2 separate regions of the Rattus norvegicus genome follow, and region 2 is linked to region 1. A link is a contact called in public Hi-C data. All regions are on one chromosome and are shown on one strand. Each heading gives the region's core, a stretch centred on a gene start, on an enhancer-like site or on the middle of the called end of the contact. The rest is flanking DNA. Distances are from core to core; before and after follow the strand shown.

The links. Hi-C and Micro-C count contacts between places; a contact is called where the count stands out from the background.
Region 2: a contact with region 1 is called in a Hi-C map of liver, with 5 times the contacts expected there. The contact joins two enhancer-like sites. A contact is called at or near these places in 2 of 12 Hi-C or Micro-C datasets (both in liver).

The regions. Positions count from the first base shown.
Region 1 is chr16:63,451,069-63,454,298 of GRCr8, forward strand. No RefSeq gene overlaps it. Among named protein-coding and RNA genes, the nearest start is that of Eri1, 25 kb to the left of the region's middle. Within about 2 kb of position 1,608, at least 1 of the 93 cell types and tissues checked has an H3K27ac peak or open chromatin away from gene starts, as enhancers often do. A contact at or near this core is called in liver, where this site is marked.
Region 2 is chr16:63,707,329-63,710,558 of GRCr8, forward strand. No RefSeq gene overlaps it. Among named protein-coding and RNA genes, the nearest start is that of Ppp1r3b, 160 kb to the left of the region's middle. Within about 2 kb of position 1,558, at least 16 of the 93 cell types and tissues checked have an H3K27ac peak or open chromatin away from gene starts, as enhancers often do. A contact at or near this core is called in liver, where this site is marked.

The DNA of each region.
Region 1 (3,230 bases), core at 358-2,857:
TTAATCACTACTCCATTGAACTTGGGTTTATTTTCTTCATTGATTTATCAATGAAGACCACTTTAGTCCTGAAATACTATCAGGACTTGTGGTCTTCATCACCTGCTCTAGTATACATCCTTAGCATAGCACATCCTCAACCATCACTAAGTTTAATTGGACTTTGTCTCACTCTCTTAGTCCCTTTTATGATGTTGACACTGTACCACACACTAGGCCTTTATAGAGGACAGGTTGGTTTCTCCGTGTTTTGAATGCGGGAAAGGCCAATGTCCAAGTAGTATATTTGGTAAGGGTCTTGCACACGGTGATGTAGAGAAAATGGTGGCTAGAAAATGTAAAAGCACACCAGCTTCGATATCTCCACCCATAAAACAACCAGTTTTGTCATGCAGGCCCACCCTTATAACCTTATATGACTCCAGTTATCTTCCAAAGGCTCTACTTTTCAATACCATCAATGTAGGAATTTGAAGTGTTTCCAAGACAAGAGCTATGGGCTCTTCAAACCAGTGCCGTGTTCTAGTTGGATTTCTCTGTTGATGTGATAAATACCACTGCCAACGTCAGTGGGGAAGTGGGGGAGGTATTATATCTTAGGAGGCAGTGCAGGAACTCCAGCAGAGGCAGGGAGCTTGAGGAAAGCTGCTTAATGGTAGCATTGCCCACAATGGGCTGCACCTTCCTACATCAGTTACCAATCGAGTAAATGCCTCAGAGATGCCCACTGGCCAGTCTATCTAGGCATTTTCCCCATTGATAATCCCTTATAACTGGGCTGTGGTAAGATGACAGTTGAAGCTAACTAGGAGACACTGTCCATCCCTACCTGTTCCTCTCATAGATCCATCTAAAGCATTACTCTGCACTGTGTCTCAGAAGCTTACATTTTCACAAGACAAAAGTCAAGTCTCTGGCATTCAGAGCCTCCAATCTGCTTTCTTACACTTTGTAGGTTTGAAAGTGCCTATCTGCCCTGGGCTAATCATGACACGCTCCTACTTTTGTCCCCAGAAAGTAGTCTGTCAAGCTTGGTCTCTTGCTTGGGCTTTTAAGAACTGGCTTTGAGCCTAGCCTTAGGAGTCTTCCCCTGACTTTAGAAATGTCTTTTGTTGTGTTTTCTGTGCCCGCTGGGCCCTTGGTTCACGATTTTGTCCATGTAGGTTCTTGTACATTGTGCAATGTGCAATGTATCCTTGGAAATAGGTGAAATTATTCCTTTAGGTCCGTATCTCTTCCTGAACTGGAAAAGTTGGTGGCTTATAGTGGCTGCCTGGGTAGAGTTCTATTTTCTTGTTCCTACGAACCCTGAATCTCAGCGTTAGAAATGTTTAATCCTTTCAATACTTGGCTTTCCCTCTAGGTGCCAGGAGAAGCAAACAAATGTTAAGTTCATACCTAGTCTGTCTGCATTGCTGGTTTTAAAAACTCTCAAGTATTTTTGACCTTGAGAAGGTCATTCATTGCTTGGCTTCTGTTTTAGAGTAGTAATCCTTCAACTTTTTTGTTTGCATAAGTACTTTTTGAAAATTTAGGAGGAAGCTAATTCCATTTGCACAGTTTTGTTTGGTTTTGGTTTGAGACAGGATCTCACCATGCAGTCCTGACTGGCCTGGAACTTGCTATGTATTGTCAGGATGGCCTTGGCTTTCTGGAAATCCACCTGCCTCTTGTTAGTGATGGGGTTAAACGTGTAAGCCACCACACCTGGTTCCCTTGCACATTAACTTTCCCCGGGTTGTTGTCAATAGAGAGACTACTCACCTTAGTATAAATGTTCACATTTCACTTTTAAATGCTATAGAAAGTAATGACATCCATATAGAAAATGCATAGAAAGGATCTGGAGGATGGCTTAGTGGTTAAGGGTAACCATGTTGGGTGGCCCACAAATGCTTGTAAAATGCCTGTAACATGCCTTAAGGATTCTGAGACCATTTCTGACTTTCGTGGACAACTGCATTCACATGCACAGATGTACTCAAATACCCCTAAATGGATAGAGTTTTAAAGTATGCCTTTTTTTCTTCAATTACAGTTATTTCAACTCCTCCTTTTAAGATCTTCTAATACAGTAAAAACAATAAAATGCCCATGTTGGGCTCAAAAGGTTGATGGAAATGCAGTGTCATATTAGTACAAATGAAAGAAACATTTTACATTATGCTGTCCTACAAGAAAGAAAAGCCACGAGACATAGATGTTGACCATTCCCTCCACTTGGGAAGTCCTAAGGATTCTCTGTACTGTGGCTTTACTGATGCTCAACTCCGGAGTCTGAGGATGGTGGCTGGGCTGGAGGGCAGGAGCTGTTCCCGTTGGACCTGTTGATCCTGTCCTTGTATTTTACTGCATATAATTGTGCTTGAAAGCCACAGAAGTACTTAAACATTTTTGTTGTTAAGGCAATGTAAAATATGAAAAAATCCTTTTTGGCATGATTCTGGGGACTGGACTCAGGGTCTCATGCATGACTCCAGTTAAGCATTCTACCACTAAGCTATATCCATGAAAGAGCACCTAGTGGTCTATGACTGAGCTTTAAAACTTGTTAAAGAGGAGGGATGGAAGTAACTTTAAGGGCCATTTTATTCAGTTTCTTAAATCCCATGCCAAAGATTACGTTGTGATCTATTTACAGAACTTGGGTTTTAAAAAGTCATTGGCTAATAATGGTTAGCTTCTTGGTCTCTTGTTGAAAACAATTAGTTGTTGGGTTATATGACTGTTAGAAGTATTTGCTATGTAGATTTATATATTTTATATTTATATATTTGGGAAAGCAAATCCAAACCAGTGCTTAAGTTCATATTAATTGGATCTACTGGTTCTTAGGGCTTCAAATTATTTTTACAATACTATGTAGCTCTGGCTTTATGTATGGCAAATAAATATCCATCATGTAACAAGATCAAGTGAAGTCATTCTCATTAACTCAACCAAATCAGTCTGATTCTGTCTGAAAAGGTGACTTGTAAGTTAAATGCTAATAAATTCTAAAAACATGAAAACCATCAATATAGGTAAAAGTCTCAAGGCCTACATGATGTTCAAAACTATCAATAACTCCAGGTCCAGGGTACTCAATGCACTTTTCTGACCTCCGTAAGGTTCCAAACACAAGTAATGGACACATACATACATCGAGACAAAACACTCATCCATGTGAAGTTTTAATCTTCTTAAAGAAGTTATACAAAGCATGAGGATTAAACTTGGGTAGATTTGCC
Region 2 (3,230 bases), core at 308-2,807, 260 kb after region 1:
TCCTGAGAATAGAAGCTGGGCCTCCTTGCTGTTAGCTCCTGAGCCCAGCCCAGGGCCTGAGCACAGTAGCCACTTAAAAATGATGAATGAGTGGATGGATACGTGACTTGGAACCAATCTTGGAAGGCTCCGGGAGCCCGGCAGAGTGATTGGGTACGGTGTTCAGGGATGTCCACTGTGGGGTCTTCAAAATGATCTGGCGGAGGGCAGGGAGAAAACAGAACTCCTGTTCACGTTTGCTTGTCACAGATGATCCATGCAAAGTAGGCCTTCCTTGTAATTCACACGAGCTGATAGACGCGCATATTTAACCTATAAATAACCGATGTGTGTGCTTAAAATGCAGACCTCAATTATAAACAAAGGGGAATGCATTCAAAGAGTCTAAACAGAGAAAGCATGAACAAATGAAGGAGTGCGAGAATTAGTCTTGCGGACAAGGAGAGAAGGACATCAGTCTTGAATGGAGCACTAAAGAGGGTCCTACATAAGGAGTGAGAGACTAGACAAGTGTTGGGCAATAGGACAAGGTTCCCCTCATGAAGACCTACCAAGGGACTTCTGTTACTGTCTCCAGGAGTATTAAGGTAGGGGTCAGCAATTAGGAGACTCTCAGGTGCCGGTACCAAACGGAAAAGAAGCTGAGCTCAGAGAACAGAGCAGACTGCCTTACCAGAGGCTTACGCTCTACTGTGTCCTTTTAGAACTGTTCCCTTCTTGTTTGAAGGGCAACAAACCAGGACTGTGCATCAGGCCAGACCAGCAGCAGCATGCAACTTCTTAGAAAAGTCTATTTATAGCCTGGAGTTATTGCAGCACACTGCGCTGCTGCCCTGTAGGTGGCCTGCCAGGTGGTGCGAGCTACTGCCGGGTGAGTGACCATCTTCTGGCTGCTTCCTGTTAGTTTAGGGAGCAACAAAGCAGGTGGATTTGTTTGTCCATTGAGCAACCTGCCCAGGCCCTCCCTGCCTAGCCTGACTTGCTCCCTTTTAAACATTAACCATTTCCTAAAACCCGTGTTTTATGCTCAATGCCAGAGCTGGGGGTGGGGCAGAAGAGAAGGCAGAGAGGGGAAAAAGAAAGAAGGGAGAAAGAGTCTCTAACAATAGGTCATCCACTTCATAGCATCTGTTATAAGTGTCCCCTGGGCTCTGGGAGCTGGGGACACCATCTCCATCCTCAGGAACTGACCCCTGGTAAAGGAAACACAACAGAGCTAGCCGGAAAAAGAGTGGAGGCGTGTCCACTGCTGGATCTGGGCCCTCTTTGAAGCTGCTACTCTTCCAAAGGTTTAGTGGAGACAGAGAAATAGAGAAATCTGAAAGCCACCAGGATCCCTGATCCCAGGGCAGTGGAGCTTAAACTTTAGTAAACAAAGTTGACTCAGTGGAGCGAATGGCTTTGGGGTTGCTCAGTTGGTAGGACAAGGCCAAGAGTCTTTCCTTTGAGGTAGAGACACAGGTTTTTCTTTTGCTTGCATTGTCCAGCTCTCTGAGGGATTCCAAGGCAAGTGGTCGTGATCACAAGGGGGCGCTGCACTTCCAACGCTGGAGGACAGGCGTTGGCAACCTCAGGGACAGAGGACAGGAAGCAGGAGGCTGGAGAGGATTTAGACACAGGAAGCGGGAAAGAGACAAACCCCAGGCTGCAAACTAGAAACAGCCATCACCAGAGGCCCTGGGGTCATGCAGCTGGCTGCTGTCTGTGGTTTAGCCCGGTTCCTGGTCCTTAGCATGAAAACTACGACTTAGCTTAAAAGTGTGCAGTTATCTGAAGGCGGAGTCGCTAGACTGAGCTTGAACAGAAACGCTTCCTTTCGGGGTCAGCCTCTCCTTGGTCACGCCTCCCCTTTCTTCCAGACCTCCTGGTTGTAGTCTATTGCTGATCTCCTGATTCCAGAGTAACTAAAACCCAAGGGGATGGGAAGAGAAGATGAATTATCTTGGCGCTGTCTTCCACGGCTTCCGTGGCTCTTGGCAGCTCTGTAGTCATTACTCAAAGGCTAGACATCCAGCTAGCCGCTGCCTGCTTCCATGAAGAGGCGCTCCGGTGGCCACTAGTGACCTCCGCCTTGTCAACTTTAGATTTTGCCCCATCCTCAGCGCATCAAGACAAGTTCCTCTTAACACTGAACTCAGACGCATCGTTTCCCTTGGGACCTGTGCAGTCCAACCCTAGCATCACCCTTTAGCACCTGTTGCATGTGGCTAAGCCCCGCGCCACCGTTTCTAAGGTGTACTTTCCCACATTCCTCTCTCGGCCTTCCTCACCCCTGCCTGTGAGTTCCTTCCCTCACGAATCCTTCCTTTCCATTCTTTCATTTGAAGATCCTACCTCATTCCCCCCCCCCCCGTTGAGAGTCTTGACCTGGCGTGAGTGATGTTTATGCAGATGAGTTCCACCCATTCCATTCCAAGTTCGTGGGGAAGAAAGGTCTCACATACGTCTTTTGAGCCTAATGGTTAGGAACCCAACTAGCCTGAGTCCGGCTCGCAGCTCTGCGGCTCTCATGCTCCAACTCTGGGGCCCGTCTGCTCTGAGCCCTTCCAGCTCTGCTGCCACGGGCAGGTTTCGTCACCCATCTAAGTCTCCATGTCCTCACCTATAAAGTGGAAATGGAACCATACTTACTGTTCCGGGTAAATAAGCTAAGGCTTGTCCAGCATATCAAGCATAGCCGTCTGTGAATGTTTGCCCTTCTCGTTATGAATATTTATATCCTCACTTTTACTCTAATCCCTACGGGTTTAGTCTAGTAGACGCTAATAATGTTTATTGAATTAGCAATTAAGATATATAACTGCACCCATACATTACGACATCTTAAGAAGGCATGGGCAACTCAATATATCCATTCATACATAAATGTTTTATGCCGTTTCCTGTCTATGAGGATTTGCTTAGAGAGGAATTAATCTAAATAAGCTCGCTGGCCTCCTCACTCACGCCCCTCTCCCTTTGTGCCTGTCCTTCAAACTGCTTTCCTCGCCTCTGTGCCCAAGCTTGTACTGGCTGTCCTGCTGCTAAAGAGGCATACTGGGAAATGGTGGCTATTTTAAAGGACCTTAAACTGTGTCTCTGTCCTCTAGAGGAAGTAGTTGTGGGACCCACCAAGCCTTTTGCTGTTTGAGCTCAGCATATCTTCCTGTCTGTCTCTACCTTGTGAACGTGGGAGAGGGAGACTAAATGAACCCTGCTGTCCCCTTTCGTTTCCACGGTCTATGATTATC